Linked DNA regions of Macaca fascicularis: region 2 is linked to region 1. Evidence: chromatin contacts called from public Hi-C data. All regions are on one chromosome and are shown on one strand. Each heading gives the region's core, a stretch centred on a gene start, on an enhancer-like site or on the middle of the called end of the contact. The rest is flanking DNA. Distances are from core to core; before and after follow the strand shown.

The links. Hi-C and Micro-C count contacts between places; a contact is called where the count stands out from the background.
Region 2: a Hi-C map of liver shows a contact between it and region 1, with 2.4 times the contacts expected there. The contact joins the promoter of SLC25A51 here to the promoter of SHB in region 1. A contact is called at or near these places in 2 of 2 Hi-C or Micro-C datasets (liver and skeletal muscle).

Annotation. Positions count from the first base shown.
Region 1 is chr15:61,250,037-61,254,060 of T2T-MFA8v1.1, reverse strand. SHB (SH2 domain containing adaptor protein B) reads right to left here and starts at 2,203. Exons shown (of 6, transcript XM_005581249.5): 1 at 902-2,203. The coding sequence starts at 1,621.
Region 2 is chr15:61,414,615-61,418,915 of T2T-MFA8v1.1, reverse strand. SLC25A51 (solute carrier family 25 member 51) reads right to left here and starts at 2,108. Exons shown (of 5, transcript XR_012424549.1): 1 at 2,043-2,108; 2 at 1,506-1,532.

The sequences.
Region 1 (4,024 bases), core at 954-3,453:
TGGCTGTAATTAACTCGTCTGCTTCAAAGGGAGGGAACTAGATGGCCTAATGCGTTAGGAAGGGGGTTGTCACAAAGTCCCCCCGCCCCCGTGTTCCTGGTACCGTATGGGGTAGGGTTGAGGTCAGGAAGGAAGCAGGTGAGGATAGGAGGGGTGGGGTCTCCTTCCAGCCGGGCCTGATAGGCTGACCCCCTCCCGCGCGCAGCGGCAGGAACTGACGGGTTCGGTGAGGAGCGCTCTTGGAGGCAGCGCATTTCAACCGGAAAAGCACGCGTGGAGGTTCCCGGAGCAGCTCCGGTACCAGGCAGCCCGAATTTGGAAACCTGGAGCTGGGGGTGGGGTGGGGCGGGGTGGGGCGGGGCGGGGCAGGGCCGGGCAGGGCAGCCGCGAGGGATTTACATATACACGCTGGAGACAGCCGGTCCAGATCTGCCACCAAGAATGCTGTGTAATATTGGGCGAGTCCCTTCCTTGCTCTGGACCTCAGTTCCCCACCTAGAGCGTGAGCGGAGGGTGGAGGCTGGAGTAAGGGGAGTCAGGAGTCAAAGCTCTTTGAAGTCCTTGACAGCTCTGACTCTGACTTTACTCCTTGGCAGCCGGAAGGGCTGGCTGGGTCCGTCTTCCTGGGACAAGGCTGGGCCGGGCGCTCTCGCTCGGGCTGTGGGCTCAGAGAGGAGACGTTCTGGGAGCAGCGGCGAAAGCGGTGGTGTCAGGAGGCCGCCGGTCCCAGGAAAAGCGAGCGGGAGGGGGCAGAACCGGGGAAGCAGCACGCCAGCCCCGACCCAGGGTCCTAGGCCGAAGCTGAAGTAGGGACTCGACACCAGAGCGGTGGGTGCCTTGGTTTCCCCGTGCGCACCGTGGCTCTTTTGGAACCTCGGGAAGAGGCCAAGGGGCACCTTACCTTGTCCTTCTTGCCGGCCCCGCTCTCCTCCGCGGCTGAGGCGGCGCACTTGTTGAGCAGTTTCTTGCCTCCGCAAGCCGTCGGGCTCCAGGTGCGGCCGCCCGCGCAGGCGCCCCCCAGGGGGTCCCCGGCCCCGCCGCCCGCCGCGCTCTCCACTTTGATGAGGCGGTGCTTGGGGGAGATGTAGCGCACCTCGGCCGGCGTGGCGGGCCGCCGCTCGCTGCTGCTGCGGTAGAGGTGCGGGGAGCCGGAGGAGGAGGACGACGACGCGGCGGCCCCCGCGCCCGAGGAGGCGCAGCAACAGCCCGCGGCGCCCGACGCGGACGAGGCCGAAAAGGCGCGCTGCACCCCGCCTGGCTCCCCGCCGCCGCCGCCGCAGTAGTCCAGGCGGCACATGGCGCGCAGTTTGCGCAGCGACGAGCCAGGTCCGTTGTAGGGGTCCTCGAAGTCGCGTTCCTTCTGCGCGCGGTAGGCGCGGATGAGGTCGCTGGTGCTGCCGCTGTCGTCGGGCAGGGAGCCCGAGGAGGCCGAGAAGCAGGAGGCGGTGGCCGGACCGCAGGACGCCGAAGCAGCGGAGGAGGCCTGCGGCACGGCCTGGGGGGGCTGCGAGGGCCGCTCGCCCCGGCGCCGCTGCTCGCGGTAGTCTGGCCGCGGCGGCTGCGGTGGGCTCTTGGTCTTGCTGTTGCCCAAGCTGAAGTACTTGTTTAGCCACTTGGCCATGGCGAGAGGCCGCCTAGGGCCGCGGCGTGGGAGCCCGGTCCGCCGCCGCGGCCATTCGGGGGGCAGCGCTGCCGCGCAGGTCCCTCGGCGCCCCGGCCCCGGCGGGGGGCGTCCGGGGCGCCCGCTCGCGACGCCAAGTTCAAGTTCTCGCCGCCGCCGCCTCCTGCCGGCAGCTCTCTGGCTCCGGCAGCTGCAGCACCGCCCTCCGCCTAGCGCCGCCCGAGCTAGGGATCTCGCGCCCCTCGTGGGCGCGTCTCATGGGGTCCCGGCCCACGGCCCGGGGGAGAGCGGAAGGTCCGAGCGCTACCGCCGCGGACCCTGTGGCCGTGAGCCCCCCGCCGTGGAGCGCGCTCCTGCCCCGTCGGAGCCGCAGCCTCCGCCTTGGCCGGGATCTGCGGCTGCCGCGGGAACTTCTCGGCGTCCTCGGCTCCCTTCTTCCTTCCTGCGAGCGCTGGGGCGAGCTCTGCCGCGCAGCCGAGGAGAACGCGGCCGGGAGAGACAGCGAGCGACGGAGGGAGGCAGCCGGCGCCCGCCCGAGCCCGCGCGCCCGTGCCCGTCCCGGCGGCGCCTGTCGCTGCCACTGCCGCCGCCGCCTCCCGAGCCGCCGCGTGTGTGACACTCAGGCCGCCAGAGCCCGCCCCGCGCCGCCGTCCCGCCCTCCCGGAGCCCGCGCGCGCCCCGCCCCCCGTCCGCCCCCGCAGACCCAGCACCGCCCACCCCGCGAGCCTGGCCCGGGGCCGCGGCCCAAGCCCCGCCTCCCTCGCGCCCGGGCCTGGGGTGGGCGCACCTCTCCGCTCCGGCACGCGCCACCTCCCGCGGCCGCCCAGGCGCCAGCACCAGGGTCGTGCCCCAGGGCGCCGGGGTCCCGCCGCGCAGCCGGCTCCGCCTAGCTTGCTGCTCGCCGCTGCCTCGGGCGAGAGGTTGCCTGGCGGAGCCTGCTACGCGCAGAGGCCAAACCTGTCCGCAGTCCTCCGGGACCCCGCGCGTTGTTCACTCCAAGGATCCCCCTGTCGGGGTTGAGGAGTGGGGGTGGATTAACACGCAACCTTTCTAGTTTACAGCGTGGCCCGTGTGGAGGAAATGCAGTGCCGAGTGTCCTTAGGGACAGACTGGCTGTCCCCCTTTTCCTTAAAGGGACAGACTCCGGTTCAGCCCCGTGCACCGGGTCTTCGGAGGAATCTTTATGCTAATGAGTGTATTAGCAGTCCAGATGACGGATGTGGCCGGGATAGGCGGTGGGAGCCGGGCCCAGCACCAATCCGAGAGCAAGTCTAGGGGAGGTCGGAATGTTTGCTTACCTTTTCACCTCTGAGGAAGTCGAGGCTTTAGCCCTGTTCACTGCCAGCCTGGCGGAGCAAGTTGTGGGAACGTTTAATGCCTTATGTTGTAGGGGCTGGCAGGGCTCCATTTAATACAGGAACTCGGCCGGGTGCGGTGGCTCACGCCTATAATCCCAACACTTTGGGAGGCTGAGGCGGGTGGATCACGAGGTCAGAAGTTCAATACTAGCCTGGCCAAGATGGTGAAACCCCGCTGTAAAAATAGAAAAATTAGCCAGGTGTGGTGGCAGGCACCTGTAATCCCAGCTACTCGGGAGGCTGAGGCAGAGGTTGCAGTGAGCCGAGATCACACCACTTCACTCCGGCCTGGGCAACAGAGCCAGACTGCGTCTCAAAAAAAATAAAATGACCTCATTTTACAGATGGAGAAACTGAGGCCCAGGGGAAAGTCACACAGGTGGACTTGGATGCCAGTTCCTAAATCTGGTGGCACCACAATTATGTCTTTTCCAAGAGTCTCTTCTTTGCGATTTCAGATCATCCTTTGATTATTAACCAAAATTGGGGAAATAGGCCCAAGGAGTGGCCCAATTTGCTCAGTGTAACTTTTCCTGGGATCTGCACCTAGGGGAGGTGGCATGCTCCCTGTTGAGAGGGAAATGCTGCCTGAAGATGAAGTAGCTGCCACTAGTGCCTGGTGCTGCTTTGAATTTGCCTGGGCAAGCCCCAAAATGTGACTTAACTCTGAGATGTGGGCAGCTGAGAGCTGAGAAATTCTCTTAAGAATGTTGATTTACTAAAACAATAGCCCGAATCAAGAATCTGCATTTGCTGTCCATCTATTATAGATGTGATTTGGGGGAGTCTGTTTTTCCGCTATCCTGTAGTAACAGCGGGAACTGTGAGGGCAGACAGCAAGGCCAGGGGCTCTTTTGATCACATTGTAGTTCTGGCCACGCTGGAAGTGGAGGTCAAACTCTCAGTCTGAGACACTTGGACAGGGAAGACCTGAGAGCTGTTACTGCTTCCTCTCTGTAACCCACCCAGACTCATGCCTGAGGCCACAGCGCAGAAGTGATAGAAGCAGGACTTGAACTAGGTCTTATCCTGAAGCTGACCTCCG
Region 2 (4,301 bases), core at 859-3,358, 160 kb before region 1:
ATGATTACATGATATTGTGACAATTTATGAATGTCAAAACCATTTTATTTTTACATACTGAGCACACGAAATATTTTACATTCTAAAGTCACCACCTACAAGCTGTTTACATACGCTCCTTGACAGGACAAGCCAAGTTATTTGTGTATATGAACAACAATAAAAATCTTGTCCATGTTCACTTTTACTGGAATGTTACTTGTATTACTTTCTGAAATTTTGCAAATAAAGGTTAGTTTATTTATGACTCTGAGAATGGGGACTGTTATTAAACAAGCGGAAAATTACAGCTAACAGAAGTTAACCATTTATTGACCACCATATCAAACTATTTTAAGAACATTACTGTACATTAAGATTCTCAGATTTAAAAAACAGGCCTAGATGGGGAAAAAAAAAATGTTATGAAACCCTCTCGGACTTCACAGATTTAAAGCTTTTTCTCTAGTTTAATCCTACACACCAGGATAGTGTGAACAGGTTCTTAATTTAGCAATAGAAGGATAATGTGCACAGCATTATTTGGTAGTGCAGTTTAGAATTTTGCATGTTTACCTATACTGTGAACATAGTTAAATTTCTTTGCTAAATTGATCTTTATACTTTTATTCATTAATGTGGATAATTCTTTGCAATTTATTGCAAAATTTATTTACCATAACTTTACGCTTGTGTGCTACGTAAAACTATCTCATCATAAGGGAGCAGTTAATGAACTTGACTTTCAAGCAACTACAAGTGTCAAGCTCCTGTGACTAAGAAAACAGTGTAAAGTCTAAAACCTGACTGTAATGTACAGCCTACATGGATCAGCATGATCCAGATATGATTCAAATACAAAGGTCTCTGCAAAAACTGGGGAGAGGGTGACTCCAATTCTCAAAGGATGTGAATTTCCACTAGTCAGCAGGTCTGAGTCAGCATTCAGAACAAGATCAGCCTGGGTCTAGCCCTAGTTATGACACTATCTTGCCAATACAAAGACAAAGCAATATCTGATTTTAAAATCCACTAATCTGAGTTTGCTTTCCTTTACCAAATGAGAGATCAGACAAATCAACTCCTAGCTTATTTTCCCCTGAGATACGCTAAGGGTGACCCCAGTTCCAAAGCGGTAACCTGTGCTCTGAACCACTATGGGACCTCAAGAGTCCAAGCATCTTTTGATCCTACGGAATCCTTTCAAAGCACAGGCAGAGGAAGCTCAAAATGGCAAGGTCACTACACATTTCAAGGGCTTCTGTTTCACAGATTACAAGTAGAGAGAAACAGAAGGTGGGAATTAAGATCAGCTAGGTAGAGCTGTGAGGTGCAAAACAAAGGTTATGCAGAAAGTTGAGGTGCTGACATACTCCATCTAGCTAAACTGAACACTAAATAATGGATGGAGACTAACACCACCACCACCATCGTCCCCGAAAATCCTTGTACAAGTGAGCTTCCTACAACGTGATGCAACATGGTGTCGCAGAACAAGCACTGCCAGGTTATGTAGCTGAACTTACCGTTCTCCAGGCGTCCATTTCCCCAACCTGTGAAAAGCGGGGAGGGGGTTGGACAAGATCACTAAGTCCTCTTCCGTCTCTGACACTCCACAGCCAGGGGTCCCGAGGTGAGGCAGAAATCCCAGTCTCCCGGGAGGCAAGGGCCCTTGCGCGGTGCCAGCCCCGCTTTCCCCCGGGTGCAGGTAGCGCCTGGCTCCTCCCCACCCCTGCGGTTCCTGTGCACTAGGGAGGTGACTCCCCAGCCCCGGGCGCGCCCGAATGAAGGGACAACGCCTTCGCGGGAAAGGTCGCCCAGCAGCCGGACAAACACCCGGGGCAAGCGGGGGAGCCGGGAGCCGAGGAGGCTCAGAACTGATTCAGTGCGCGCCGCCTGGGTGGGGCCCGCAGGGGCCGAGCCAGCGCAGCTGGAGCGCGCAGAAGACGGGGATGGGCCCCCAGGGCGGCAGGCTACCCCAACCGGGCCTTCGGCGCATTTCCCCTCCCTCCAACCTCTTGCTACGGGAACCCGGTGCTTCCCCACGCCCGCCCCGCACTCACCCATCGCCACCCGCGTCCTGCAGGACCGATAGCGAGCCGGCGCCCGCGCAGGCGCAGACCGTGACCGACCCAGGGGCTGGGGCGCAGAACTACGCGCCAGGCGCCGTTGGGGTCACGTGAGGGAGACGCCGCCCCGCCTCCTCTCCCTCGGCCCGCGGCCCGCGGCCCGCCAGATGTCGCCAGCCTGCTTTTCCTGGCCGCAGGCCGCCGCGGCGGGGCAGGTAGAGGGCCACGCCAGTACACCTGTCAGGTTGCGGGCTCTGCTAGCCTCGATGCTTCACCCTTAATGCCGTACGGTGGCCTCAGCGTGCCAGAAACAGCCAACGCGCGTTCTCTAGCGCGCTGCCTGCAGGGGGCGTCTGGGCATTGTCGGTTTTAGGGGCATTGTCGGTTTTAGGGGGCTAGCGCCTTCGCGGAAGACTCCAAAGTGCCCTCTGTGGAGCCTTGTTGGGTATCTTCAAACCTTCAGAGGGATCTTTTATCAGCGACCCATTCCGCAGTTCACAGAAGAACACACTTTGTGCGTGCTTTGGAACATACGAATCACTTTTAAACGTTTTAACTCTTTTTCCTTCGAAGCTCAGACCGCTTGCGGGGGGCTTGGAAGGAGCGCTGCCCGGGGAGTTAGAAGGCCTGGGTCAAAGTCATAGCCCTCATACTTCTTGAGAGTGACCTTGGACGAGTCGCTGGACCCTGAGCCCCAAATCCCCGTCTGAAAAGTAACCCGTGCCTTGTGTGCGTCCCCGGGCTGTTGTAGGAGACTCTGGAAATGAGGGTTCTGACTCTCAGTTGGAAACTGGAACGCACACAATAGATGGGAGGCGTTGAAGGAAACGGAAAGGTCGGTCTGAGGGGAGAGGCGTTTCAGGAGGCTTGTGGATGTGTGAAGTGTGTGCACTGTGCTTGGGGACAGCCCAAGCAGTAACCCCACCCCAGTGAAGCGTTCTTGGGGGGATCGGCTCCGGGTGGGCGACGTTCGCCGCGTGCCCCCTTCCCCCGAGAGCACTTTGTAGACACTCCAAAAGCGGGTCTGGTCTTTGCCCAGCTCCGCTTTGGCTGCCGTGCTTAGCTGCCTCTCGGGAAGCTGGAGACCAGGCTCCCCTATTCCAGCAAACGCTCCATTGAGGAACCTACTGCGTGCAAGGTCCTGGGGAGCTTAGCGTCTGATGAAGGCTACAAAAACAAAAGAGTGGAAATTCAGAAGCATGGGGGGCCTCCCCCCTCGAGGGAGATCCAGAGATGGCTTCACAGAGTAGACGTTTGAACTGGGCCTTGGAGGGTGGATGGGTGGAGTTTGGCCCAGTGGAGAAACTCATAGCAGCGGGAGATAAGACTGTAAGGGTCAGGTGGTGGGGCTGGATAGTGCGAATCTTGACTGTCAGACACAGGCACCTGCCATCTAATTAGTATGCGAGGGATAAATTTTGGACTCCACAGGATAAGGATAAGGCTACACAATGGCTTAGAACAATTAATCGGACAACAGTTGGAAAGGGCCTTTGCCTCAAAATTATGTTTGCCCTGTCTTGTGTGAATGCCTATTCAGATGTATTATTCGAAAAATAAATAAACCAGGCAGGCATCCAGCGTGTTCATAAGCATAAATAATTAATTTCAGATTAGAATGGAGAGGTTATTCTCCTGTGGTAAAACCTGAACAAGAAGGAAAAGACTGAAACACACAATTGGGGCACACCAGACTCAGAAAATCCCGGGCTAACGGGAAAGCTCAGGTCTGGAGCTGAGCCAGTCTGCTTCTTTTATGCTGCAGTCACAGCACAGGCCTCTCTGCGCCTCCAGCTCTCTGTTCCTTGTCAGAAACCCCCAGGCCCTTCATTGGCTCTTCTTGGGCATATGAATGTTGGGGATGAAAACCCTCTATTTTTGGATTCCGGATCCATCTTAAAGTTAGTCCTTCATTTCTGTCCTTATCCACCCATTGCTGCATTCCATACCTCCAGCCACTAGGTCAGCTGCCAGATATCCTCTAACCCAGTTGTGATCATGTCATCCTCCAGCTTAAAAATCTCCAATGGTTCCCTCTTGCTTCCCCCAGTAAATCCAAACTCCTTAACTTGGTGCACGGGGCTGTCCTGTCCTGGCCCTTTTGCCAGTCTGTCTACCTCAACCCCAACTATATTCTGTGCTTTTGCCATATGCAGTCTCAGTGTTTTGCAAAACCTGTGTTCCTTAAGCCTGTTTCCCCCTTTCACCATTGATACGTGTTAGCCCTTCACCAAACAGCCCTTCAAGGTCCTT